Linked DNA regions of Sus scrofa: regions 2 and 3 are each linked to region 1. Evidence: chromatin contacts called from public HiChIP or PLAC-seq and promoter capture Hi-C data. All regions are on one chromosome and are shown on one strand. The core of a region is the stretch at or near the end of the contact, and the rest is flanking DNA. Distances in the headings are between cores, read along the strand shown. Region 1 holds the start of CBX4 (E3 SUMO-protein ligase CBX4). Region 2 holds the start of CBX2 (chromobox protein homolog 2). Region 3 holds the start of CBX8 (chromobox 8).

The links. Promoter capture Hi-C pulls out the DNA fragments that hold promoters and counts their contacts. HiChIP or PLAC-seq counts read pairs in DNA pulled down with a chosen protein or histone mark.
Region 2: an H3K27ac HiChIP or PLAC-seq map of skeletal muscle shows a contact between it and region 1. The contact joins the promoter of CBX2 here to the promoter of CBX4 in region 1. A contact is called at or near these places in 5 of 47 Hi-C or Micro-C datasets (blood, heart right ventricle, liver and 2 more) and 2 of 2 datasets of contacts at active chromatin or transcription factors (alveolar macrophages and skeletal muscle).
Region 3: a promoter capture Hi-C map of liver shows a contact between it and region 1, with 3 times the contacts expected there. The contact joins the promoter of CBX8 here to the promoter of CBX4 in region 1. A contact is called at or near these places in 4 of 5 promoter capture datasets (fetal liver, fetal skeletal muscle, liver and 1 more), 23 of 47 Hi-C or Micro-C datasets (adipocytes, blood, brain and 12 more) and 2 of 2 datasets of contacts at active chromatin or transcription factors (alveolar macrophages and skeletal muscle).

Annotation. Positions count from the first base shown.
Region 1 is chr12:2,519,026-2,522,815 of Sscrofa11.1, reverse strand. CBX4 (E3 SUMO-protein ligase CBX4) reads right to left here and starts at 1,903. Exons shown (of 5, transcript XM_003131145.4): 1 at 1,712-1,903; 2 at 1,522-1,565; 3 at 278-343. The coding sequence starts at 1,780.
Region 2 is chr12:2,578,176-2,581,965 of Sscrofa11.1, reverse strand. It overlaps CBX2 (chromobox protein homolog 2), which reads left to right and starts at 1,630. Exons shown (of 5, transcript XM_021066506.1): 1 at 1,630-1,823; 2 at 1,895-1,938; 3 at 2,988-3,053. The coding sequence starts at 1,752.
Region 3 is chr12:2,560,782-2,564,571 of Sscrofa11.1, reverse strand. It overlaps CBX8 (chromobox 8), which reads right to left and starts at 2,153. Exons shown (of 5, transcript NM_001244499.1): 1 at 2,019-2,153; 2 at 1,604-1,647; 3 at 1,353-1,418; 4 at 1,159-1,225; 5 at 1-686. The coding sequence starts at 2,087.

The DNA.
Region 1 (3,790 bases), core at 654-3,153:
GGGCCATCCGAATGCACCCTTCCCGCAGTTCCCCCCAAACACAGGCTCTCCTTCTCCGGCCCTGCCCCGCCCCCACGCCCGGGCTGCAGCAACCGCCAAGGACGTTGGTTAGAGGAGCCGAGGCCCCAGCGGTGCCCGTTCAGGCCCGTCGGGGGGAGGGGACTTCGCCGGCCCCCCTCCTGGCCCTTTCCCCCTTTCTTATGGCAACGTTGGCCCACTCTCCCATTCCCATATACGGTCAACGGCTGCGGGAGGCGGCTGCTTGGGGGACGCTCACCTGTTCTGGAAGGCGATGAGCAGCCGGGGATCCAGGATGTTCTCCTCGGGTTCCCACGTGTTATATCTTGCAAGGGAAAAGGGAGGGGGACACAGCGTAAAAAAACCCAAAAAAAACCCCCAAAACAACAACAACAACAAAAAAACCCGAGCCAGCTTTTTGGCCTCCAGGTGGGGAATGACATAAAGCCTTACTCTGTCTTCATGAACCGAAAGCTATTTAGCTGTGGATGTGTGTGTGGGGGGGGAGGGTAAATTTCTGCAGGCCAAACACGGTCCCTGATACACCCTCCCCAAGTCAAAATAAACACACAAGGGCAGGAAGAAAGGGGAGGGGTAAGGAAAATGAAACTAGCAGTTTATTTTGCAGTTGTCAAGAATTTTAAGCATGTTACTGCGACATGTTCCAAAGCCACTTTGCTCACCAGGAACCCTGCGTGCAAAGCAGCCGAAATGCAAAGTCGCAAGTCCCCTCCTCCTCGCCCCAGCCCGGGTCTCCGTGAGGGCTTCAGCCATTCTCCATTTGACCCCTAATCCGATCACCGTCAGCCAAGCGGCCCCCCCAAACCCCCTCGCGACCCTGGAGCCCGCTGTCACGGGCAAGCACCCCTAAATACTCAGCAACACAAAAATATGCCTCTCTCTCTCTGTGTGAGTGTGTGTGTGCGTGTGCCTGCGCGTCTGTCTCCATCCGGTGCCTTCGCATTTCAAATTAAAAAAAAAAAAAATTCCCCACCAAAAGCGCCGCAGTGACAGTTCCCAACATTTTCTGCCTTTTTTTCCCCTCTCCCTGCACCACTAGGAGGGAAGAGGCACACAATTGCATTTTCGTCGCTTTTTAATTTTTTTTTTTTTTTTGGTTTTGCAATATGGAGCCGTTCGGTGGAGGGAAAGGGGAAAGGAGCCATTTTCTGCTGCACATCAGTCAGTGCCTGCGCCCTCCCTCCCTCCGCCGGCCTCCCCGGCTCAGCCCCGCGTCTCTCCAGCTCCTCCGGCTCCTTTTAGTGCATAAATTAGTGATGGCATTTCCCGGAGAGCGGAGCACAACACAGGGCGCCGGGCTCGGGCTCGGCGGCTCGGCTTCCCCAGTGCCTGCCACCGACTTCCCCACCCCCTCCTCCCTCCACCCCATCTCCACCCCGCCTCCCGTCCGCTCCCCCCACCACCCCACCAGCCCGGCGGGTCCGGAGCCCTGGAGCTCAGAGCCTCGGTACCGGGCTCCCCCGCCCCTCGGCCGCTACTTACTTGGGGGACCAGCCTCTCCATTTCACCAGATACTCCACTCTGCCCTGAGGGGGGAAGAGACAGCACTCCATCAGCTTCCGCGGGATCCCCGGCTCCGGCCCGCAGCCTCCCCACCCCCTCCCCGCCTCCTCGCGGGCTGCTCCCGCTGCCGCTCCCCCGCCGCCTCGCCGCCGCCCCCGCGCCGCCCTACCTTGCGGATCCGCTTCTTCTCGATGCTCTCCACCGCGAAGACGTGCTCGCCAACAGCTGGCAGCTCCATGGCCGAGCCGGAGCGCGCCGGGGCGCGGGCGGCCAGCGCGGCTGCAGACGCTGCTGGCTCCCGCCGGCGCCCCGCTGCCGCCCCGGCCGAGGCGCCCCCGCCGCCCGCGCCGCCGCCGCCGCCGCCGCTCGCCCAGCACAACCCGGCCGCCCGCCGCTGCCCGCGCCTGCCCCGCTCCCGGCTCGCACTCGCTCAGACAACTGAGCCCGGGCCGCGGCTGCACAAGAACTCATGCAAATCCGGACGTCAGCGGGCGGGGCCTCGCTGGGCCCTGTTCGGCGTCAGGGGGCGGGCCGCGGCCGGGATTGGCGCAGCCGGGCCTACCGGAGGCCCCGGGCCTGGGCGGCGAGTGGGGCGGGGGGGGGGCGGGCGGGAGGAAGGGCGCGCGGGGGGGGGCGGGAGGAGGAGGACTCCGGAGAGGTGCAGAGGGAGGGATCCGCGATCCTGGGAGAGGGACAGTGGAGGGAGGGAGCGGGACCGGGACCGGGTTGGAGAGGTGTGTCGGCCGAAGGCGGAGGAGCGGGTGGTGGAGAGCTTGACAGGGCCGCGAGGATCCGGCGGCGACCCTTAGCCTGCGGCCCAGAGCCTCCGCCAGCCCCCTCGCCTTCAGTTCTCAGCGCCCACTGCCCCAGGACCCCTGCCGGGGGCCACGGAAGCATCCACTGCAGTTTCCCTTTGCACCCAATTGCGTCACGTGCAGACGCGGGGGGGTGGGGGCTCCGGCAGGGGGCGTAATTGAGGCAGGGGCAGCCCGCGCCCCCTATCCTCTGTGCCCCGCCGCTCGGCCCCGCCCCAAGAGGCTTGGGGCGTTTTGGAAGGCCAGGGGTGGGAGAGAAAGGGCGGGGAGGAATGAGAGGGCTGGGTGCAAAGGCTCGCCCGGGAGAGCGAGGTAGAGGAGAAAGGGACTAGAGGAGCAGGCAGCCTGGGCCCTTAGCTCTCAAGAACCTTACCAGAGGGTTTTCCGATCCCACCCTGGATCTCGACAGCCTCCTAGTTTACTCTGGGCTCCCTCCTTGGCGGGGCGAGGGCCGGATGTCCATCCCCCCACCCCCACCCCGCGGCCAATACTGCAGAGGCAGAGAGGACAGAGAGGGGGCGAAGAGGCTGTCCAGATCTGCTTGGGGGCCCGAGGGTACTTCGTGGGGTCACGAGAAGGGCTTCGAAAGGTGAAGCGGGGAAGGCCAAGAAGAAGTCGAATGTAAGCAGGGCACAGCAGGGCCGCACGAAGGGGAGGTGAATGGAATCGCGGAGGAGACAAGCGTTCGTCACGAAGTCGCACTCCCTGCTCCTCGTGTGGCAGCCGCAGCCGAGCCGAGGCCCTCCCCACGCGGCCCAAGAAGCTGCCGAGTGTGAAGTTTAGCACCTCCGGCGGCGAGACGGCGCGTTCCGGCGTGCCGCTCCAGCGTCCGGCTGGGGGAGCTGCTGCGCCCCACGCGGCCTCCGGAGGGCGCCGCCCGCGGGGCCGCGAGCTCTGTGGGGGTCGGAATGGAGAATGAGGGGGCCTGGGGAGAGGGCAGGGCGGCTCAAGTGGCGGGGGCAGGAGCGCTCCTGCCCGGGGGTGTGTCCGGGCCCCCAGCTCCGGGCCCTTGAAGGATCGGGAGCAGGAAGCTTGCGCAATCCCTTGGCTGAGCGTCCAAGGAGAAAGGAAAGGAGCAAAAGCCGAGCGAGAGTGGAACGAGCGAGGGGGGCGGGTAAAGAGCCATCCGGGTCTCCGCTCCCGCCCTGACACACGTCCCGGAATGCTGGGTGGGGACTGCGCGGGGGCTCCAGTGAGCGGGGGAGGGGCGAGGTGCGGAAGCGAACCCCCAAAGCATGCGCGGGGCTCGTTTTCTCCGAGGAATGCGGGAGAAGCCTGGAGACGGTCTGGTGTTTAAGGACGCACACGTTGACTCCACCGTTTCACTATCACCTCACAGCTCTCGCAGCCCGGCCGCTCCTGCTGCCCAGGCAGCCACCGCCCAAGACGGCCCGCGTGCCTCCTCCCCTGGAGGGGTCCTGAGGGTGGGGGTC
Region 2 (3,790 bases), core at 381-2,880, 59 kb before region 1:
CCCCCCCTCCGCAGAAGCAACCTTCCCTCTTTCCACCTTCTTTGCAAACAATATCTCTCAGATACCAAATGAATGTAACCTATTTAACCAAATAATGTTACCCAAGTTCTCTCCAGATACCAAATGAATGTAACCTATTTAACCAAATAAACTAATGAACATGCCAGAAATTGAAAGATGGGCTCCAAAATGTTACCCAAGTTCTCTCCAGATACCAAATGAATGGAACCCATTTAACCAAATAAACTAATGAACACGCCAGAAATTGAAAGATGGGCTCCAGCAGTTCCAAATTTTCTACAGTAGGCCTTTCCTGTTAAAACGACAGAAATACATCTCTCCTGCAGAATCCTTTATAAACATGGTTTTAATGATTACAGTTACCTAGAGACAGTCTCCTGTAACAAGAAACGACTTTTTGATTTGCTCAACAGAGAGAATATTTTGCAGCTGCATCCAAGGGAGGAGCAAAACCAGAAAAAAAATTTTTTTTGAGTTAAAATCGTACTGATGTGGAAAAAGAGCTGCCATCTATCACCTTCATTTGTGGAAAAGTTAGGGCTAACGTATATCTCCTTTATTATTCGTTCGACTTGCTCTGATTCAAGATCTAAATGATTTAAGGGGAAAGTTGCTCAGGGAATGGGGATCTCAAAAGCACTAAATAAAAGGGTGTTTGCTGAAGTTGAACCCACAAGACTCCAGGCCACCCCCATTCCAAAGCGCGGTCCAGTCTCTCTGCAGCCTGTAATTGATCCAAAGGGCACGGACTGCCAAATCCGGGCAGGCCCATTAAAGACTTAGTTCTAGGTTAGAACAAGCTCCTCGAATCACCATCCCGTCTCCCCCACATTCATTTGCTTAAAATCGTGAAACAAATTAAGAAAAGGTGCAGTTGCTTTCCCCCTACGTGCTGCCTAAAACTTGGGGGCTCGGTGCCACTCTTCACAACTTAAAATAAGAACGCAGAGCCATTCGTTTTCAGCTGATACGTTCTCCTCTCTCTCCTTGAGGAGAGTGAGGGGGGAGCCGGGCTGCTCGGTTTTTGCGGTTCATCCCCTTCCCAAGTACTTGGTCTCCCATTCCTTCCCCGCCCCCCTCGCCCGTTTTGCTCGCGCGCAAAATAGCACGACTGCCCGAGACCGACAGAGACCAAGTTCAAAAAGGCGGAGGGCGGGTGGGCCCTCCGCGCCCCAAGCAGCGTCCCTCAGAAACCCGGGCAGGAAGCAGCAGCCTAGCCGCGTCCTGACTTCCCCCACTTCGGCCCAGAACAATGGCTTTTTGCCCGGAAAACGAAGTTCGGAGGAGGCCGGGCGCACCCCGGAGACCGGGACTCGGCTGACGATCCCCAGGCCCGAAACGACCGGGCGCTTCCTTCTTCCTCGCAAAAGACCCGCCTGCGCTCGGTGGACCCCCATCACCGCCCGCGCCGCTACAGCCAGACCAGGCGCGCGGGACCCCAAGCCCGGGCGCGAAGCCGAGCCCTCCTTGAACAATGAGCGCCCCGCCCCCGGCACCGCCCCCGCGCGCTCATTGGCCTGCGCCGGATCGGGGCGGCCCGGGAGGATGGGGCGGGCGGCTGGCCTCGGCTCTCGGCGCGCGGCGCGCGGCGGCGGTGCGCGTGCGCGGGGCGGGCCTGCGCGGGGCGGGGGCGGTGCTTTGTGTGCGGCCGGCGGGGCGCGCGGCAGCGGCGGTGGCGGTGCGGGGAGCGGTGGGCGCCGCGGTCGGGGCGGGGCGCGGCGCGCGGCAGCATGGAGGAGCTAAGCAGCGTGGGCGAGCAAGTCTTCGCCGCCGAGTGCATCCTGAGCAAGCGACTACGCAAGGTGCGTGCGGCCCGGCCCGTGCCCGCCCGCGCCCGTTCGCCCCGGCTCACGCGCCTCTTCTCTCCCTGCAGGGCAAGCTGGAGTACCTGGTCAAGTGGCGCGGCTGGTCCTCCAAGTGAGTCCCCAACAATGCAGCGCCCGCCTTCCTGCCTGCGCCACCTCGGTCTGGAGGGTGGAGGACGACGTGGGGGTCCCTCGGCCGCGCTGTCTGGGGGAGTCCGCGCGCGGGGCGGGAAGTTTGCCGGGGCTCCGCGGGCTCCTCGGGCTTGGCGGGAGGGGGTGCACGGGGTGCCCTTTGTTTACTGGCCTGCGGGGCGCGGGGCTGGAAGGCCTCTCCGGAACCTCCTCCAGTTCGCCCAGCTAGGTTCCTGGCGCCCGGGCCGCCTCTCCCGTTGCCGGTTCCGCGCCCCTCCGGCTCCGCGCACTCCTCCCGCGCCCATTTGTTGCATGCGCCCCCGCCCGCCTCAGCCCTCCCCGCGGGGTGCGAGCCCCCCTCCTCTTGTTCGTATTTTCCCCGCTGTAACCTGAGCTTTCTATTGATGGATGTAGTGCTGCTTTTTTTTTTTTTTTTTTTTTCTCTTTTTTAATGTAAGGGAGGGGACTTGGCATCCCGGAAGGGGCTCTATTTGCAGACGATCTCGCAGACCCAGTTCCCCTTTCTTCTAGACCCCACTTTTCTTTCTTTGCTTTCCTCTCCGGGCGCCCCAGCCCGTGTTCGCCTGGGCACCAGCAATGTTGTTCTTAATCTTTGGGCCGCGTGTCTTTGCCGCTCGGCCGCCCCCTCCCTGCATCCTGGACGAGCCTTCCCTTCCCTCCCTGGCTCCTGGCCAGGGTTTGGGGGCTTCCCTCTCTGCAACTTTCCATTTTACTGGGATCCGTTTTCCTCCCCGGGGAGACTGGGGAGTCCTCCTGAGTCCCCGTGTTAATTGGGAGTAGAGTGGTGGTTTCCCTTTGAGTTGGAGGACAAGGTGCTGGCTTCAAGAGCCCCTGTCTCCAGGAGCTCATCGTTAGCGTGGGTGGGACCTTTGGGACTTTCCCCAGCAGCCCAGTGCCCTGGCTGCCAGCAGGGATCTCAGAGCAATGGGGCACCCCCACTCGGGCTGCCTTGTGAAGTGGCCTGTCACTGCCTGATGCTTTAGGACGCCCTGTTCTTTGCTTTTCTAGACACAACAGCTGGGAGCCAGAGGAAAATATCCTGGACCCGAGGCTGCTCCTGGCCTTCCAGAAGAAGTGAGAAAGTTAACAGACTTGTGGGAGGGGCGTGCCATTGGGGGGACCCTGGTCTGTCACCCAGTGGCGCTGGATGGTGCCGGCCCTCAAGGGGTCCTGGACTTGGGCTGTGGTTTGAGGTCCCAGATGCGTCCTCCCCACACTTTCCCTCAGCTGACCAGCACTGTGTCCAGACCTTGAGAGCCACGGAGTGTTGCTTTGGATCTTTGTGACAGCCAGACTTGCCAAAATGAACCTTCCTGGTTCCTTATTTTTCTCTGGGCTGCGAAACAGCTGGTATTATGTGAGCACCACGGGGGCCCCCTTGCCTGTCTCAGGGGCCGAATTTGCTTTTGTAATTCTAGATGTCATATCTATTTTTAAGGAGGAGACTTGGGTTAAGAGAGGCCTCTTTGAGATACTCAGGGGAAAGGGTGGTGAGGGGCTGGTGATGGCCTGAGAGTCTGTGGAGTGCTGGTCGGGGAGGGGGGGGGCAGGCTTGCTAGAGGCAGATAAATTAGGTGCTCAAAAGCTTTCCCAGGTAGGGTCAGTCCAGCCAGCTGTTCTCGGGCTCAAGCTGTGTCGACTTTTTTTTCACTGTAGCAGGACATTTTGGGTCCCAGAAGGCCATGGCAATGGGGAGAAAGATAGAGGTGGGTTTTTTTTGGGGGGGGGAGAGAAAATAAGATGAGCATATGGCTTGTCTCAGTACTTTTGAAAAAGTTAATCACCAAGCTCACTGGTATTGAATTCATTAC
Region 3 (3,790 bases), core at 904-3,403, 42 kb before region 1:
TACAAGCCCCCTACAGAGCCAGTGGTGCCTGAGCCATGCCGGACCCGGGGGCCACCAGGGTCCAGGGTGCCCTGGCCTTTGGCCTCCAGGAAGGTGGCCCTGTGCTTTATGACCCTGGCTGGAAAGGTGTCCACAGCAAGCTTGCCTGTGGCCTCAGCTGGGCTGGGGCTGGCCACACCACACTGGGCCAGGTCCGAGTCCTGCCTTCGAGCCAGCTGGATCACGCTGTGGCCAGCTGGGAACTTTCCTGCCCCGGAAGCAGCATCGTCCAGCTTCCTGCCCTTGAGGTAATCTCCGAGGCCATCACTGGGTTCTCCCAAGGGCCTCTGCGAAGGGTCCAGGAGTTCCTTCCGGGGCTTGGGACCTCGTTTCTTGGAGCTGTCACCTGGTGAGCTGGGTTTGTCGTCTGCACGGCTGGTGCCCCGATCACGATCGCGCTCACGCTCTCGTTCTCTCTCCCTCTCACGCTCACGGTCCCGCTCACGGTCCCGAGGGGGCTCCACTCGACAGGTGCTGCTGGTGCTGCTGCTGCTCCCTGGCGGGGAAAGACCCATGTTCCGAAGGCCCTCACGGGCCCGGGAAGTAGAGGCCAGTTCCTGAGGCGAGCGGCCGGGGTAGGGGATCCGAATGCCTCTGGCTGAGTCACTTCGGAACTCATAAGTTTTGGCCTTTGCCTTGGCCTGGGCCTGTGATAAGAGAAGGCAGTGTCAAGAGTAGCGTAGGGTTGGTCATGTCCACTGCCCCCTCCTCCCCCACCCCTCTTCCAGTCTCAGCCTCCCTGCGTCACTCTCTGATGCCTTAAAATTTCTGTCTGGCTGGGGGTGAAGCTTAGGAATAGCACTATGGACAAAGGGGTAGAGAATTTCTCTGGAAGCAGCCATGTGCACCAAGCACCCTTCTTGTATATGACTATAAGCCTATTTAGAATGGTTGGGGGGAGGGGGTCCCATAAGGAAATTCTAGTGTGGCTAAGCAACTCCTGCCAAGACACCCCTTAGGGGTGCTACTGACCTGATGACAGCTTGTCTGGGGACTTCCTCCTAGATTACAAATACGGTACACATAGGACACCCCATTGGCTCACAAGCTCCCAGGACCCCCTTCCCACAAACTGACACAACAACATTGCTGCCCACCCATTGGACACTGCCATCCTACCTTGAGCAGGAAGGTTTTGGGTTTGGGTCCTCGCTTTTTGGGGCCGTAGAGCTCCATCTCTCGTTCCCTGCAGAAAGAAAGGAGGGAGAAAGGGGTGTGTGAGTAAAGAAGTCAACTGGGCCTCCAGTTCAGGCCAGATGGGAACCACCCTTCGTGTTCCTAAGTGAAGAGCTGAAGCTGGGAAGGGCCTGTACCTTTCCTCAAAGGCGGCAAGCAGGCGAGCGTCCAGGATGTTTTCTTCAGGTTCCCATGTGCTGTACCTAAAGGGAATCAGGAAGAAGTGGGCGTCAGTCCCAGGAGCAGGGAAAGAGCAAGTGGAGGGTGTGTATGCATGTCTAACTTTTCTTGTTGCATTGTATTGTATTTCAATGTAAAGGGGAAAAGAGGAAGAAAGAAAGCTTCCGAATAACAGTCTGGGGTTCAGAACTGCACAGAACCTACTTACTTCTGCGACCAGCCCTTCCATTTCACAAGGTATTCCATGCGTCCCTGCGGATGCAAAAAGGAAAATGTGTGTGTGCACGGAGAAAAATGCATGACGAGAACATAGAAATACATGCAAAAAATGCATGCACCGAATGAATGCGCGAAATCCCAACGCGAAAGGCACGCGCTCGGTGCATCACCCCCTGCACGAAACGCTGCACAAAGTGCATGCACCGGTATTCATTCCCCCCACCCCGCCCCCCACCCATGCAATCTGTGCATCGCTGCAAGTCTAAGGAAAGCGCTTGAGCTCAGAGCCGCCGCCACGGCCGCGGCCGCTGCTGGGACCTGGGGGAAGGGAAGCTGGGCTGCAGCAGGAGGAGGGAACCCGGACCGGGAGGGGAGGGCTCGGCCCAAGGCCTTGGGGCACCTACTTTCCGTATGCGCCTCTTCAGGAGGGCTTCGGCCGCGAACACCCGCTCCCCCACCGCTGAAAGCTCCATGTTGACTCGCCGCTTCCCCCTTGGCCGCTTCCAGGAGCAGAAAAGCAGCAGCCAGCGCACGACAGACCATAATACTCTCCCGCTGACGTCAGTTCTCCTCCCCCTCCCGCGCGCTCGCTCCCTCCCCGCCCCCTCCCGCGCTCCGCTCCCTCCTCCCCGCCGGCCCCGCGCTTCCTCCCGCCCCACGTGTTGCTAACGACGTTGCTAAAGCCGAGCGGCCAGGGCCAGCTCTCCCGCGCTCTGATTGGGCGAGCCCCGGGCCACGCCTCTCTCGCTTTCTCCCCCGCGTTGCTACGTGACCCGCGTTCCAATCGCCAGGGGGCGGAGTCCAAGGCGACTCCTGAGACTGAGCGCGAGGAGGTGGGGGCCGCCGCCGGAAGTGACGTTGCGGGGAGGGCGGGCTCGGCCGCTGTCAGTCTGCTGGGCTGGCAGGGGGGCCGTCCACCCTCTGTCCCCGCCGTGGCCCCCTCCCCTGCCGCCAGGATGTCTCTCCGGTGCTCTGCGTCCCCCACGCTCTCGCTGGGACCCCCGCGGCCGTGTCGGCCAAGCCCCACCCCCTCGGCGACCCCGGCCCGCCCCACCCCCACCTCTAGGACTCGCGCGGTCCTCCTCCCTCTGCGGCCGCCAGGGCTGCACAATGCACAATGCACAGGTGCTGGGGCGCCGCGGGCCGCGCCCGAACCCCGAGAGCCAACAACGAGCTCCTCGCCAGCTCTCCCTCCTAGCCCCCTCCCCTGGAGTTGCACACCCGACCCTCGGTCTCCATGGCAACGGCCTCCCCTGCCGCCGCCAGCCCCATCCCGCTAACAAATCAATGTGCCTGTGTCTCCTCCTGTCGCGCAACCCTGCCCTCGGCCACCCTCCGGGCCCTGCAAGCTGGGCAGGGCTTGGGCGTTCGCCCCCAGCTCGGAAGCCGAACGCAGACCCAGTGGGGGCCCGCTGTCGCCGCCTGAGCCTTTCGCGCTCCGGGATTCCGTGGGGGACAGCGCGCTTCTTCTTCCTGCCACCACCATCCCCCGACAAGTCCGCGACGCCTGCAGCCACCTGCCCCTGCCGCCAGCACGCGCAGCTCGTCCCCGCCAGGCCCCGGCCCCAAGTGTCTCCAGCCCCAGCCCAGCCGCCTCCTGCCCAAGAGAGCCCTGGGTGTGTTGGGGGAGGGCGTGGACCACCACCAAGGCAGGGTCTGGAGCTTGGCTGGGGTTGAGGGGCGCGGCTGGGGGAGCGTCCCGCTTCCTCCAGACCCAGGCAACTGGCTGGGCCTGCACCGCGCACTTCCTGTTCATGGCTCTTCCCGACGTGCGTGGCAGACACTCCCGGAGAATACCCGGGGAGCGATGCCGTGTCCAGTACGGGTTGAGGAAGAGAAGTAAAGATGGTAGGGCCCAGGAAAGGGGATGAGGACCCGGCTCCGGATGCCTCGCGTGTGCACACATGCAAACACACGCTCCTGCTCAGTTGGCGGTGACCCATGGCTGGGGTGGCGACGGGGACAGCGCCCAAGTCCGGGCCCAGCAATCCTCTACCCTTTCTCTTACCGCCAAAGCTGAAAGTAACAGCACCCACTCCTCAGAACCCACGACTTAGTTAAAATATCGGTGATAAACTTGGCTGGAAGCAGTTTCCCTTGGAGAGGGATGTGATGGGAGAAAAAAAGAAAGAGAGAGAGAACAGAAAAGGCGAGCCAAGGAGTCTGACTCGAAAGG